2 separate regions of the Mus musculus genome follow, and region 1 is linked to region 2. A link is a contact called in public HiChIP or PLAC-seq data. All regions are on one chromosome and are shown on one strand. The core of a region is the stretch at or near the end of the contact, and the rest is flanking DNA. Distances in the headings are between cores, read along the strand shown.

Region 1 (6,925 bases), core at 4,048-6,547, 630 kb before region 2:
ACATGTACAAAAAAGTTGTAAAATTGTCCTTGGTTTTACAATGATAAATGAAAAACATTAAAATTCTCCAATTGAACAGGGTATGCAAGGATTTGGTGTTGTTGGGTTCTTTTGTTAAAACAATGAGAGCAAAATAACTTACTGGAATATAAAGATAAGAGCTGAATGAGCATGCCACTAATGGAGAATGGGGTATTTTCACAGACCCAGTACTTTCCCCCAGACCATCTCCATCTGATGTCAACCAGAACAGAACATCGGTCATTTAGTTTAAAAAAGGAAAAGAAAGAGAGAGCACTATGCGTGTGCACATACACCAGTTACTTTATGTACAATAAAGAAATGGGAGCCGGGCATGGTGGCACATGCCTTTAATCCCAGCACTCGGGAGGCAGAGGCAGGCGGATTTCTGAGTTCGAGGTCAGCCTGGTCTACAAAGTGAGTGCCAGGACAGCCAAGGCTACACAGAGAAACCCTGTCTCAAAAAACCAAAAAAAAAAAAAAAAAAAAAAAATGGGGACAGGGAAATGAAAGAAGAGAGAAAACTATACTGTAGTAGTCAGGATGTGGCGGGACCAAATTGTGGCTTTCTAATTGAGAATGTATTCTTGGTCTATAACACAATTCTGGAGTAAAGTAGCAGGCTCCCTTTTTAGTAGACACCTCCAGTCTGCTGCTGGAACATATCAGTCGTATCTTCATCTTCCATTTCCAGCTGTGCAGGTGTGTCTGTTTCGTTGATTGGCTGCCCATCAAACGGGAATCTGATCTGCCTCATTGACAAACCCTGCCGTTCACAATGGGCTTTCATTAGTTTACTAAGTGGTGTATGCCTCTTAATCTCAAACTGCACCACAGAACCGTCCTGTCCCGCCACCCTCAAATGAATATGATCGTTGTTCTCAGTCTTGACTCCTTCCTTGGGTTTCTCGTCAGCCATGGCGAGCGCCTGAGTCTCCTCAGCTGCCGCTTCACTAAAGAGGCACCGGGTCCGCACTGAGGGAGCGCACAAGCAGCACCAGGAGCGGCAGGATCACTGTATTTTTTGTGTGGCTGACATTGAAGAATGCTACTAATAAGCCAAAAGTTGTGATTATAATACTCATGCTCTGTTATCTCAATGTTCTGAAACTCCCCTGTCCATCACTCATCCACACCTTACCCAGGACCAATCAGTTTAAAGGTTAGCTGATGATACTTTGCCTAGGAAGCCAACTGCTCCCCTCCTTGCCCTTTAAACTTCTGAACCTGGTTCGTCCCATAAAAAGCCTGCCCTGAGAGTGGAGTAGTATGGCAATTCGGCTTGTGAGTCCTTTTTGTGGTCCTGAGCATTCAGTATTAGGTTATGTGTTCAATAAACTAATCTTGCTTAGCTGAGACCAGTGCTTGTGTGGTTTGTATGGCATCCCTGAACCCCAGTACTCCCCTTTATCAACTTATAAGGAGATGTCATGGTTTGTATATGCTTGGCCCATGGAGTGGCACTATTAGGAGGTGTGGCCTTGTTGGAGTAGGTGTGTCTTTATTGGGGGAAGTGTGTCACTGTGGGGGTGGGCTTTAAGATCCCCATCCTAGCTCCCTGGAAGCCAGTCTTCTCCTAGCTGCCTTTGGAACAAGAGATGGAACTCTCTGCTCCTCCAGACCCATGCCGTTCTGAATGCTGCCATGCTCCTGCCTTGACAGACTGAAGCTTTGAACCTGTAATTCAGCTCCAATTAAATTTCCTTAGAAGAGTTGGTCATGGTGTCTTCTCACAGCAGTAAAACCCTAACTAAGACAGCGGCCAACCAGTAAAAATTATTTTCCTTATTTTCTCCCAAACTGTAGAAACTTTCTTATACTGCCTCACCTAATCCATCGCCATTCACAATGGATGGATCAAGAAGGCATTTACTTCTTTAAGTTCAAAATATACTTTCCACCATGGGGCTACAATATTCTTTTAGCTCCCATTAGAGAGAAAATGTGACTCAAGAGGTTTTGTTGCCGAAGGTGCTGGTGAATTAGAAGGTCCCGGCAAATTACAAAGCCTATTCCAGGTCCTTACATGACCATCCTTATACTGCTGCTCCTCTGGAACCACTCCAGGTACCAACTTCTGTATTAGTCAGGGTTCTCTAGAGTCACAAATGGATTTGCAGGCTGCACCTAACTGTGACAGCTGTGAATGGGAAGTCCAAGAATCTAGTAGTTGCTAAACACAAAGCTGGGTGTTTGAGTTGGTCTTCTGTATAAGCTGGAATCCTGAAGACGTAGGCTCTCATGGATGTGCTGGCAAGTAAGTGCAAGCAGGTGAAGAACAAACCCTCCCTTCTTCCATTGTCCTTCTGTAGACCTCCAGCAGAAGGTGTGACCAAGAGGAAAGGTGTGCCTCAAGATCTAGATTAAAGGCATGCATGTCTTCTAGACTCAAGATCTGGACATTTCTGGATTGTAGTTCATTCCATATATATTCAAGCTGACAATGAGAATAGCCATTGCAACCTGGACATCTCATTCTTCTTTATACAGCAGAGTGGTGTTCCACAGTGTCTATGTATCACATTTCTGTTATTAATTTTTAAAGCGAAAGACATTTGGATTGTCTCCCCCTTCAATTAACATGGCTAAGCAAGAACAAGGCATGGTGGTGAACCCTTTTAATCCCAGCATTAGGGAGGCAGAGGCAGGAAGATTTCTGTAAGTTTGAGCCCAGCCTGGAAACCTGGGCTACACAAAGAAATTATGTCTGGGAAAAAAGCAAAACAAAACAAACACACAACACACACACACACACACACACACACACACACACACACACACACACACACAAAGAGAGAGAGAGAGAGAGAGAGAGAGAGAGAGAGAGAGAGAGAGAGAAAGACACTTGACTGAGCAAGTACCTGTGGAATAGCATGTTCAGTCCCCTGTGCATATGCCAGGGAGTGCTAGAGCTGCCTTCATGTGGGAGATTTATTTTTAGGCTTTTTGGTTGATTTCCAGGCTGACTGGACCAGTTTTCCATCCCATCAACAGTGAATGTGTGGCCCCGTTCCTTGTGTCCTCTGCAGCATTCATTGTTAGTTAAGCTGTTTATTTATTTTTTTCCCATTCTGGCTGGGGTCAGATGAAATCTCAAAAGACATTGTCTTGACTTTCATTTCTGTAATTGCTAGGGATGATGAACATTTCTGGAGATATTTCTTAGTCATTCCTATTTCTTCCCTTTAGAACTCTGTATTCAGATGCTATGCCCTTATTCTGAATGGGTCATATGTGGATTTTTTTGTTTGTTTTTTGAGTTCTTTGTGTATTCTGGTTATGAACACTCGTCAGACAGACACACAGCCGCTGAGGATGCTGGTGTCAGGCCCATCAGATAACATCTGATCATCCGACTGAAACTTTAAAAGGCAGAGGGGCTTGGAACAATGGGTTTCACATTCTGAAGACAGCAGCTGACAGCCCAGAGCAGCACTCCCACCAAAGCTCTGCCATAGCTGTGCACCGCATGCATCCTGGGCACTCACTGTCAGCAGCCTCCCAGAGCCGAAGCTCCCTGTGTCACTCGGACCTTGGCACAATCTGCTGGGAGATCTGAAATCACTCTGGGCCATGGGAAGTCATACCTGCTCCATCTTTAAGTTTAGTACAGTGAGCAGAAACCTGATCTTGACCCAATGTATTTGCACCAAGACATAGAAGAAAGGCAGGGAAAATTATGGGTGCATGACAAAGGAAGATAGCCCCTTGTCCTGAAGTCTGGCTGAAGCGCCTCCCCAGTGAGAAAGAAAGAAATTTAGCAAATTAACATTTGCTGTGAATGATGCTGAGTACAGATAAGATTCCTTTCTTTTTTTTCTTTCTTTTTTCCTTTTTTTTTTTTTTTTTTGTTTGTTTTTTCGAGACAGGCTTTCTAGGTAGCCCTAGCTGTCCTGGAACTCATTCTGTAGACCAGGCTGGCCTCAAACTCTGAAATCCGCCTGCCTCTGCCTCCCAAGTGCTGGGATTAAAGGCGTGTGCCACCACTGCCCAGCCAAGATTCCTTTCATAGGTAGGTATTTTATATTAAAATAGCAATGAACCAGACTGAAAACCTGGATGTATATGACCGTGAGTAGGGCCTCATTCCTCTCTTGGATATTTCATGGGAATCTCACAATCTTCCCAGAAACTTTAATTCCTTCCTGGAAGTGAAGGGGAAAAAAAATCCAGATGGGCAGATGTAGAGTTTTAGAAGATTAGGTCGTGAATGTTCCGAGTGTCCTGGCTGATCAAAGACCAGCTCTATGATCTCAGACATGTGTCAAGGACAGTATTTCTCAACTACTTTGAGATGTGTAGACCAAGCTGGTGGAAACAACCTCTGAGACTGCTATACTTTCTAGCTTATTAATATTCTTCCTGCCACAGGCTTTCTGGGGCTCCACAATACACTGACCAGAAGAAAAACACCAAACACCTGTTAATTCCTGAGTCCAGCCATTGCTGGACCTCCATCTTGCTGACAGGGTTCAGGATCCCAGGCTGGAACTAACAACTATCCTGTGACTTTAGGTGTTTCATGTTTGTTATCCAGTAAAGGCTGTAAAGAGGGATGTTGCTGTTATTTGCTGTCTAAACTAAGGCACACAAGTCATAAATGTGCAGATTGCCCACTCCATTGTTCCCTTATCATTCTAAATTCCAGACCAGTCCAGGATGCGACCTGGCTGCAAAAGCTAAATCAAGGAACCTGAAACAAAGTGACGCTGATGAGGTCCAGTCACCAAAGTTAACTTCCTTGCTTAACCCATTGTGTGAAAGACTGACTAACGCAACAGTGCACCCAAGTCCCCCTTGCTTTGTGTTTTCATCCTATGAAAACGTTATATAAGCTCTGTTCCGGGATGCTGTTCAGCTCCCAAATTGGCCACTACATACGCGTGCACAGAAATAAAGCTTTCATTTTTAAACTTCTATCTCTGAAATGAGTTTTCTCAGATTCTACCCCAACCCAAAATTCACAGACTGCTTCCACCTAGCTTAACTTGAGAGTGGTGTGAACACACAGAATCTGTACCATTCCTCAACTGCACGATACTCGCGGTCCTGGAGTCCCCGCCCACATAGGCACGTCCACTTCAGTCTTGGTCTTAGATTGGCACTTGTAGACACTTTGGCCATTTTGGATGAGGGCTAGAAAACAATGACCCAGGAAATCCGGTGACGTAACCTTGGGCGGGACCCCAGGGATCAAGGTTCTTGTTACTCCCCGCCCCGCCCCGCCCCGCCCCGCCCCCACACGTTTATGCACAAATACTGCTACCATTTCTATGAGTTCATCACCACGTCTTGCATCTGTACCTGCTTCTAGGAATCTTCAATTTTCACCTACATTAGGGTGCTCACGGACCTGATATATGTCCTTTCTCAGCCCTGGTACCCCACCGCGGCAACCTAGGATCTGGCAGGCGATCCAGGGGACGCCAGGCAGATCACGGAACAGTGCGGGGAGTCCCCATGGCGCCGCGGATGGCCCCGGAAAGGGCCTCCGCTTGGCCTGCATTCCTTAAGCCTGGGACTGTGAGCTTCGCGGACGTGGCCGTGTACTTCTCCCCGGAGGAGTGGAGGTGTCTGCGGCCGGCGCAGAGAACCCTGTACCGAGAGGTGATGCGCGAGACCTATGGTCTCCTGGCCTCTCTGGGTGAGAACCTTCCTGGCCGCCTGGGTTCGCGTAGCCCTTGACACTGTGGGTCATGCGGTGGATCGGAGTTCCCTGGGTACGGGTGGTCGTAACAAGTGGGTCGACCTGACTCGTGGGGTTTGCTATCTTTCCCTCCAGAAGTCGGGGGCGACAAACCAGCGCTCATCTGCTGGGTGGAGGAAGAGTCCGAAGTGTGGGGACCCGGTGCCCAGGAGCCAGAGGTGGCCATGTGCAGGACAGAAGTCCACTCAGGTGAAGGACTGGGTACTTGCCTGGGGAAACTTCTGTGTTGCCAGCCTGTGTGGTGTCTTCTAGTGACTGCACTTACTGCCTGGCAGTTTCTTCCCTGTTTTTCTGTTTCTTGGCCAAAGCCATGATGGCTGGCCCCTGGATTCATCTGAAAAGGGTTCTGTCCAGTGCTCTCACCTCATATCTACAGGGTCACTAGGCTGTATAGGTTGTAGCCCCTCGTTCCCACTCCTCTGCTGCCATCTCTGTGACTGCGTTCTGGAGTCTCCTTCAGTTCTTGCTGTCCACCTCTGACAAGTGCTTAGCTCACTGCACTTGGGAATGGGGACCACACAGACACCTTTCTTTATGCTGCATCTGGACATCTGTGCACCACGCATGCTCAGATGCTGTGGCCTCTCCCCTCCTGTGCCCTGTTTCCATGTGGGGCTGTGGGAATCGAGGGGCAGTAGAGTCAGAGTCTGAGCTTTGTCATGGTCTCCCAGCAGATTGCAGGCACGAGAAGGAAGGGAAGAGACCAAGGGAAGAGACCAAGGCAACCAAGAAGATACTTTCTCCAGAAGCTGGGCCTATGGAGCCACGCCCCTCCTTTGCTTCCCCTTCTTGCAACTTGGAGCTGCTTTTCAAGAACTCTCAGCAGGGGCACCCCACTGTTGCGGTGCACAACCCTATCCTAAAAGCAGACCAGCGTCATGGGTGCCATGTGTGTGGGAAGAGTTTTGCCCACCAGTCCAAACTGGTGGAGCACCTGTACACTCACACAGGTGAAAAGCCATTTCAGTGCCCAGACTGCGACAAGTATTTCGGCCGGGCTTCTTCCCTGAGCATGCATCGAGCCATACACCGAGGGGAACGGCCGCATCAGTGTCCTGACTGTGGGAAGAGTTTTACCCAGCGGTCCACATTGGTGGCGCACATGTACACTCACACAGGCGAAAAGCCGTTCCATTGCCCTGACTGCAACAAATCTTTCAGCCGGCCTTCTTCCCTGAGCTCTCACCGGGCCATACA
Region 2 (7,753 bases), core at 3,682-6,181:
CATCCGGTCCAGCAGGTCAAGAGCTAAGGCAAGGCAGGGGGCAGCAGTCAGGAGGAAGGCTAAAGGAATCCCATGGACATCCCTTGTCCAGTGCCTGGGGGGGGTGGCTATCTACTGAGGCAGGCGTTAGGGTCACACACTCTTCTTTGCCGCTGGGTTTTAGCCTACCCCGGATCCTCTGCTTCACTCACCTTTGGAGTCAGATTTAGGAAAGAGCTTGGCCCAAGCCACCTTGGTTTTCGAGGGCAGAGACTGCAGGTAGTTTCGGGCCTTCATGTTAATGATGCAATTAAGGTCCTCCTGGGATGGGGAACCCAAGATACCTGCGGAGAAACCAGTTGTCTTGGTGAGAAGATCAGTCCTCCTTCTGGCAACAGGTCAGGAAGCAAGACCAGGAGCCCAAGCCCAGCCACGTGCCGCCAGGAGCCCAAGCCCAGCCACGTGCCGCCAGTCCTCCCCATCTACCCACTGGGGTAGCGACGAAGGGCAGAGAGCGGAGAACCAGGGAGCCCTGGGCTCAGACTCTGGCTGCAGTCTTCTCAGGGGTACGGCTTAGCCTTGCTTTCCCCAGCTTTCAAATGGGAAGAAATACCGTGAGATGCTGGAGGAGGCTCCATATGTGGTACCTAATTCTCACCCTCCAGAAATGTCACCTCTGAGAAGCTAACCCCCACCCCTCTCGGCCAGACAGGCCCTCGCACCTAGAATGTGGTTGAGCTGGTCCAGGTAGTGCTTGCCGGGGAAGATGGGCCGGTTGGAGAGCATCTCAGCCAGAATGCAGCCCACAGACCAGATGTCGATGGATTTGGTGTAGCCCTAGGGGGAAAGTGTGCTGAGCTTCCCGGCCAGCCTCATCAGGGCCATTCCCAGTATTTGGGACAGGCACCATATCCAACTTAGATCTAACACAGCAAAGGGCAGAGGACAGAGCCGAGGAAAACTCTACTCTCTACATCTTGCTAAGGCCCAAGGGTCAGCGGGATTGTGCCTAGGCCCTGAGATGGCTCTAGGACTCCCTCGCAGACATGGGAAACTCTCCTACCTTGGAATTAAGCATGATCTCTGGGGCTCGGTACCAGCGTGTGGCCACATACTCCGTCAGAAAGCCAGTGTGGTCGTGCTCAGGGTCAGCAATCCGGGCCAGGCCAAAATCACAGATCTGGAATCAAACCCAGGCCACTGAACTACATTGCCCAAGGCTTCCCCGGCCTAGGAAGTGCCCCTGCCCTGACTGTTTTGTTCTTGCTTGCCACGTTCCAAGGCTGCTCTTGCTAGCCACCCAGAGGCCCCAGGACCAGGGAAGGAGAGGGAGGGAGGCATTTAACCTCTGACCTTAAGGTCGCAGGTGGTGTTGATAAGCAGATTGGAAGGCTTCAGGTCCCGGTGCAGCACATTGGCTGAGTGTATATACTTGAGGCCCCGGAGGATCTGGTAGAGGAAGTAGCAGATGTGGTCATTGCTCAGCTGCTGGCTTTTAAGCAGCTTGTACAGGTCTGTCTCCATGAGGTCCTGAACAATGTAACTGAGGAGGACTCCAGAGACCCCCACGTCGGGGGGAGTAGGAGATACTTCGTTAAGGAAAATGGGCTCTGACGAGGAGCTCAGGTATTCCTTCCAGCGAGGGTCCCTGGGTCGAGCTTCACAAGGCTCGGAGCTGACAGTGTGCAAGGCACATCTATTCTGGGCCCTCAGTTTCCCTACTGGGCGAATGAGAGTGCTGATGGGCGGTAGTGGGAGGCGTAGGAAGAATGGGAGCTCTGAGTTAACCCACTCATGCCTGAAGTCCCCACGCTGCCTCCACAGCCCCGTGCTCTTAACCTGTCCACACCTTAGTCTCCTGATCTGACAAGCAGGGAGAGTAAGTGTTCTTCAGAGGGTGGCTGTGAGCAGAAAATGCTCTCGGAGAAGCAAACAAGAAGTAGTGTTGTTACTCCACGGGCAGAGCCATGCGGCTGTTGAGTGGGTTAAACGAGATAATGCACGAATACCATCTGGCACACAGTAACTGTTTGCTTAAAAATAAATGCCTGCCTTATGGGGATGATTTGTGCCAGAAAGTGAGGAAGACACTCCCCAACAGTGCGCTCCCACAGAGCGCTTGACCATACACCAGAAGGTGGGGAACTAAGAGTCCTTTTATACTTGAAGGTAAAACAAAGATTAAGCAAAAACAAATGGCTTATCTTTGGAAGAATAGTCAGGAGCTGGGTAGAGCACCTCACTCCTATAATCTCAGCACTTGGGAGGCAGGGGCTAGAGGATTGCCTAGAAGTTTAAAGCCAGTCTGGTCTACAAAGTTAGCCTGAGGCCAACCAGGGATACACTGTGAAACTTTCTTAAAAAAAAAAAAAAAAAAACTGAAGTCTGAACTGTCTTCTATAGAAGACATGTAAACTGGGGCTGGTGTCACCCCCAAGGCAAAGGCAGTTGGATCCCTGTGAGCTCAGGGCTAGCCTGATCTACATAGCAAGACCCCTTTCTCAAAAAGAAGAAACGAGGGAATAAGCACCTGCAGATATATACACACAGGGACCAACCCTGCTGCTTTATAAATGTGCAAGTCTAGAGATGCAGAGACCTGCTGAAGGTCATGCAGCAAGACGGGAGTATGTCGATTTCCTGTGGTCAGAGTTGCAGAGGCTGTAGAACAAATCCTGGCATTGGGAGGGGTGGGTAGGGAAAAGGCCATGGGTGCTACCGTCTGCTAACAATGGAGCCAGGCAGGAAGTAGATATGGACAATGAACTGGATGTCTGAACTAGGCAAGTAGTGTCAAGCAAGGGCAACAAGGGCTGGACTAACCTCCCTGGTCAAGGTACAAGTCCACAGGTGATCAGGGTGGGGCTCTCAGAAAGGTGGGAAGGCTCCAGGGAAGCCAACTGGGGGAGAAGAGGAAGCTACTAACAGGAACTGCCGAATTCAGGCAGACTCTCAGGGCCCCTCACCCTTCCTTGAGCCCCCGGCCTAGCCAGGGGCAGGAGTGCAAAGGCTTGGCTCCACCCTGTGACTCTAGGGTCCTCAGGTTCCCCCTCTTAACAATACAATGTGGTTTGAAAGCCTCCACTGCCTCCATGTTGGATTAAGTATCGCCCACTCCCCTTCCCCCTAGAAGGCACTGCAAAACTTAACACAGAGGAGCCTCGGTTTCCTTATCTTTGAAATGGACACAGTAAAACTCATCCGTCACACAGGGAAGCTAGAAGGTTGAATTAGAACCAAAGCACTAGGCCTGCCCAATACCGGTTTTCTTCTTTGCTTTCCATCCAGTGTGAGGTCTCTAAAGAAAGAATCGTGAGTCTGTTGAGCAAGAACAGGCTGTGGGCAGAGACTGGGTCATGTCACAGACCTGCAGATGTCAGAAGACAAAGCTCCCATAGAGATCGTTTTTTCCACAGCATTCTCCCTCCCCACACACCATACTGGGGCACAGAGCAGAAAGGGATGTGTTCAAGGCCACTCCACTTGGCTGCGACAGACCAGGATCCAAGGCCTGCCAGTGTGCTCTCATGCTCTGTAGACTCTCTGCTAAAAAGTTACTTTGCTGGGGTTTTTTTTTTTTGGAGGGTAGTACAAAAGATGACCACAGACAACAGAGCCAAGCTCCCTAGCTTTACTCTGGGGCTGTGGCTAAGGTGAAGGATACACATCTCTCATGGCTTCCAGGGTGGGCGCTCTGAGGATGTCTCGGATGCCTATAACATTCTCATGGCGGAATCGCAGCAAGATCTGGATCTCCCTCAGCGTGCGCTGACAGTAGGTTTGATGCTCAAAGGGGCTGATCTTCTTGATGGCCACTCTGGTCTTGCGCACGTGGTCATAAGCTGAGCTGAGAGGGCCAGAGAGATGTGGCCTTACAAAGGGGGAATCCAGGCCTGTTGGCCCCACCCAGGTCTTGGCAGGGACTGGAGAGAGGAGGAGAGGGTTCTGGCCAAATGTAAACAATGCTGGCTCCTTCCTGCTGTGAAGGCCTGGGATCTCCAGGGGAAAGCTGGGTATCAGCCAGGCAGCCTTTCAGTGACTTCACAAACAGAGGAAGAGAGTGGCCACTCACCGACTTCCTTTCTCCTGGACCCTCTTACATTCTAGTTGCCCTCACCCTCCTCCCCTTTCCCAAGCTGGACTCTCTCAATCCCAGACAGGTCCAGGGGATAGGAGTTAAATGGAGAAAGTAGATGAAGCCTAGAGGATTCAGTAATGGGACAGGAGAGAAGAGATAAGGAGGGGCAGGCAGGTCTCCCTGTGCGGTTCCTGGGTCAGAGCTGCTCCCATAGGAACAAAGGCCCAGAGCAGAGCACACAGTGGGGCAGCGAGAACTCACAAACCCGTATACCACAAAATAAGGCACATTCTAGAGACCCTTCCCTACTTTGGGCCCCTAGCCTTGCCAGGGGCAGAGGTGCAAAGGTTTGCCCCACCCTGAGCTTTGCTCTCCTCTCTCAAACTCTCTGTCACAGCCTCATCAGGGGGGAACCAAGGCTCCCACTACCTGCTCGTGGGTCCCTCACTCCCCCTTCATCCTCTTAGCTCCACCTTTATCTCTAGGGTCCCCCAGGTGCCCCTCCCTTAACAATACAAGGTGGCTTCAAAGCCTCCAACCCCCCTCCCTGGAGAAAGTAGCGCCTAGTCCTCCAGAAGTCACTGCACGATACTTCCCCTGCGACACTCCCTGAGCCCCCCATGTCCCGAGCACACACCTGCTGTCCCTGCTCCGAAGCCCCCTCCCGGGACGCCCCCTCACCTGACCATGCCGTACGCGCCCTCGCCGATGTACTGCAGCTGCGTGTAGCGTGGGCCCACATCGAATGGCTGCCCCTTCACCACCTCCACCTCCCCGGGGACCACCGGGACGACCCCAGCAGTTCCCCTGGGCTCCCCGCCCCCGCCCCCCGGAGCCGCCGCCGCCGCCGCCATCTCCACTCCTCCCGCCTCCCCCCGCTGCCCCGCCCGCGGCCCCGCCCCTCCCTACCGCCCTGTCACCGCGGGGCCGCGCGCCAGGCTCCGCCCCCGCCCCCGCGCGTCCCGCCCCCGCGCCTGCCGGGCGAGCCTGCGCGGGCCCGAGACGTCACATGGTCTCCTGGGCGCGCACCCGGCTTTCCCGCCTAGTTACGCTGTTCCTTCCCTGCCTTGGCCACTAGGGTACTTTAGTCTGCCAAGAGAGTTCTGCAGCCCCAGGGGCCAGTGGCCCTCAGTAATGCTAAGGGAACCCACCCGGCTTACAGTTAACCTTTGAAGACCTGCCTCACATCTTTGTTTCATTTAAACAGATAGTGGTAATCCAGGCTAGCCCCAAAGGCTCTCTATGTGGTGGAGGTTGGCCTTGAACACATCCTCCTGCCTTTAGGCCTGAGCCATCATACAGATTCAGGATGCTACTAGGCAAGCATCCTACCACTGAGCCACATCTCCATCCTTTCTTTTCTCTCTCTCTTTCTTTTTTAAGAGGGTCTCTTGACATGGAACTGGCTGTTCCAGAACTCACTATGTAGACTAGGTAACCAGGCTGGCCTCAACATACTAACTCGCCAGTGCTAGGATTAGTTAGAAGCTGTATGTATCACCATGCCCAGCTTCCATAATTTCTTATTCGTTTATTTGCCACATTTATTAATTTTGTGTGTTGGAGCGTAAGTATGTCACAGAGCCTGTGTGGAGGTCAGAGGACATCTGATTCCTTCCACCATGTGGGTCCCAGGTGTCCAATTCAGGCTGTCAGACTTGGTAGGAGTGGGCCACCCTGAGTTGCTGAGGGAGTATATCTTACGTTTTATAATGAGGAAGCAATCTGGAGGGTGGTGGACGGCAGGCAGCACTGTGAAGCTGTGAAGTCGGTCCTGACTCCAGTGTGAAGACACAGGCCTGCAGGGGGGCTCAGGTGTGTGCTGAGGCCCCAGTGTCGTACAAATCCTCTGCCTGATTGCCCAGAGGACGTGCAACCCAGCTCACTTCACGGGAGAAGGAGGGAAAGGGTGGTAGCTGTGGACAAAGGTAACTAAATCAATTTAAATTCACTGTCACCTTTTCTCTGTCTCTGTCTGTCTCTGTCTTTCTGTCCCCCCCTCCCCCCACGCTGGGCTGGTAAGATGGTTGGGTAGGTAAAGATGCTTGCCAAGCAAGCCCAAAGATCTGAGTTGGATCTCTGGGACCTTCACAATGGAAGTAGAGAATTAGCTCCTGCAGGTTTTCCTCCAACCAACACAAGCATGCTATAGCATGAATGTGGACAGACACATATTCACACACAAAATAAATAAAATAGAATTTAAAAATTACGTGCATGTCTGCCTACAGGTATGTGCACATGAGTGCAGGTGCCCACCAAGGCCGGAGGAATCAGACCTTCTGCAACTAGAGTTCTAAGAGGTTGTGAGCCACCTGATATAGGTGCCAGGAATCAAACTTGGGTCCTCTGGAAGAGCGGTATGTGTTCTTCAAGGTTAACACATCTCTCCAGCACTAAGGATGTCATTTTTAAGTTTGGATTTGACAATCTGGAAAGATGGCTCAGGGATAAGAGCACTTACTGCTTCAGCAGAGACTCTAGGTTCAGTTCCCAGCATCCACGTGGCAGCTCACAAGCATGTAGCTCCAGGGCATTCAGCATCTTCTTCTGACCTTCGAGGGCTCCTGCATACACATGCTGCACTCAGGTACCTCTACACATTATTTACTTAATAAAATAATTAGATTTGACAAAAACAACCAGAACCCTGTGATCACTTGGAAGACCAAGGTAGGATGACTGTCAGTTTGAGGATAGCCTGGGCTGTACAGTGAGCTCCTGTCTCTAAAGGCTTGTTTATGTATTTTATGTATATGACTGCTCTGTCATCGGAAGAGGGCATTGGATGCCATCATAGATGACTGTAAGTCAGAATGTAGTTGCTGGGAACTGAACTCAGGGTCTCTGGAAGAACAGCCTCTTAGTCACTGAGCCATCTATCCGGCCCCAGGATCCTGTCTCTAAGTGCATAAATAAAATAAAAATCACTCCTTTGCTTCTAGGTTCCGTCTGGTCCCTGCAGATGGATGGCTAGGGATCATATCATGTTCATTATTGTACCTCCAGTGCCTGGCAGACCAATGTTAAGCATGTTTAAAATGTGTTCTGTTATTTAATGTTTGTGTGTCTGTGTTGTAAGTGCGTATGTGTGAAGGTGCTGTGATTACAGACCTGTAACATCATACTCACTTAAGTCTGAAATTCAAACCGACAGGGGTTTTTTGTTGTTTTTTTGTTTTGTTTTGTTTTGTTTTGTTTTGTTTTGTTTTGTTTTGTTTTTTTTGAGACAGGGTTTCTCTGTATAGCCCTGGTTGTCCTGGAACTCACTCTGTAGACCAGGCTGGCCTCGAACTCAGAAATCTGCCTGTCTCTGCCTCTGGAGTGCTGGGATTAAAGGTGTGCGCCACCACCGCCTGGCTTTTTTTTTTTTTTTTAAGATTTATTTTTTTTTCCTATGTAAGTACACTGTAGCTGTCTTCAGACACTCCAGAAGAGAGTGTCAGATCTCATTATGGATGGTTGTAAGTCACCATGTGGTTGCTGGGATTTGAACTCAGGACCTTTGGAAGAGAAGGTAGTGCTCTTAACCACTGTGCCATTTCTCCAGCCCCCATAAACTGACAAGGTTTGGCCCTGAGGGTATGGTGGGGTCTGTATGCTTAGCAAGGCTAGAGTTGTGATGGTGGCGTCATCAGATTTGGAAAGTCGGAGAACCCAGAACCAGGCATCTCAGTAGCCAGCAGCACCCACAGG

The links. HiChIP or PLAC-seq counts read pairs in DNA pulled down with a chosen protein or histone mark.
Region 1: a contact with region 2 is called in an H3K27ac HiChIP or PLAC-seq map of embryonic stem cells, with 3 times the contacts expected there. The contact joins the promoter of E430018J23Rik here to the promoter of Mapk3 in region 2. A contact is called at or near these places in 1 of 484 Hi-C or Micro-C datasets (embryonic stem cells), 3 of 115 datasets of contacts at active chromatin or transcription factors (astrocytes, embryonic stem cells and microglia) and 1 of 9 other capture datasets (liver).

Annotation. Positions count from the first base shown.
Region 1 is chr7:127,391,993-127,398,917 of GRCm38.p6, reverse strand. E430018J23Rik (RIKEN cDNA E430018J23 gene) reads left to right here and starts at 5,297. Exons shown (of 3, transcript NM_198011.2): 1 at 5,297-5,665; 2 at 5,804-5,917; 3 at 6,403-6,925. The coding sequence starts at 5,482. It also overlaps a transcript of Zfp764 not described here and the pseudogene Smt3h2-ps2.
Region 2 is chr7:126,756,804-126,764,556 of GRCm38.p6, reverse strand. It overlaps Mapk3 (mitogen-activated protein kinase 3), which reads right to left and starts at 4,931. Exons shown (of 9, transcript NM_011952.2): 1 at 4,739-4,931; 2 at 3,644-3,826; 3 at 1,333-1,522; 4 at 1,043-1,159; 5 at 702-816; 6 at 192-323; 7 at 1-23. The coding sequence starts at 4,911.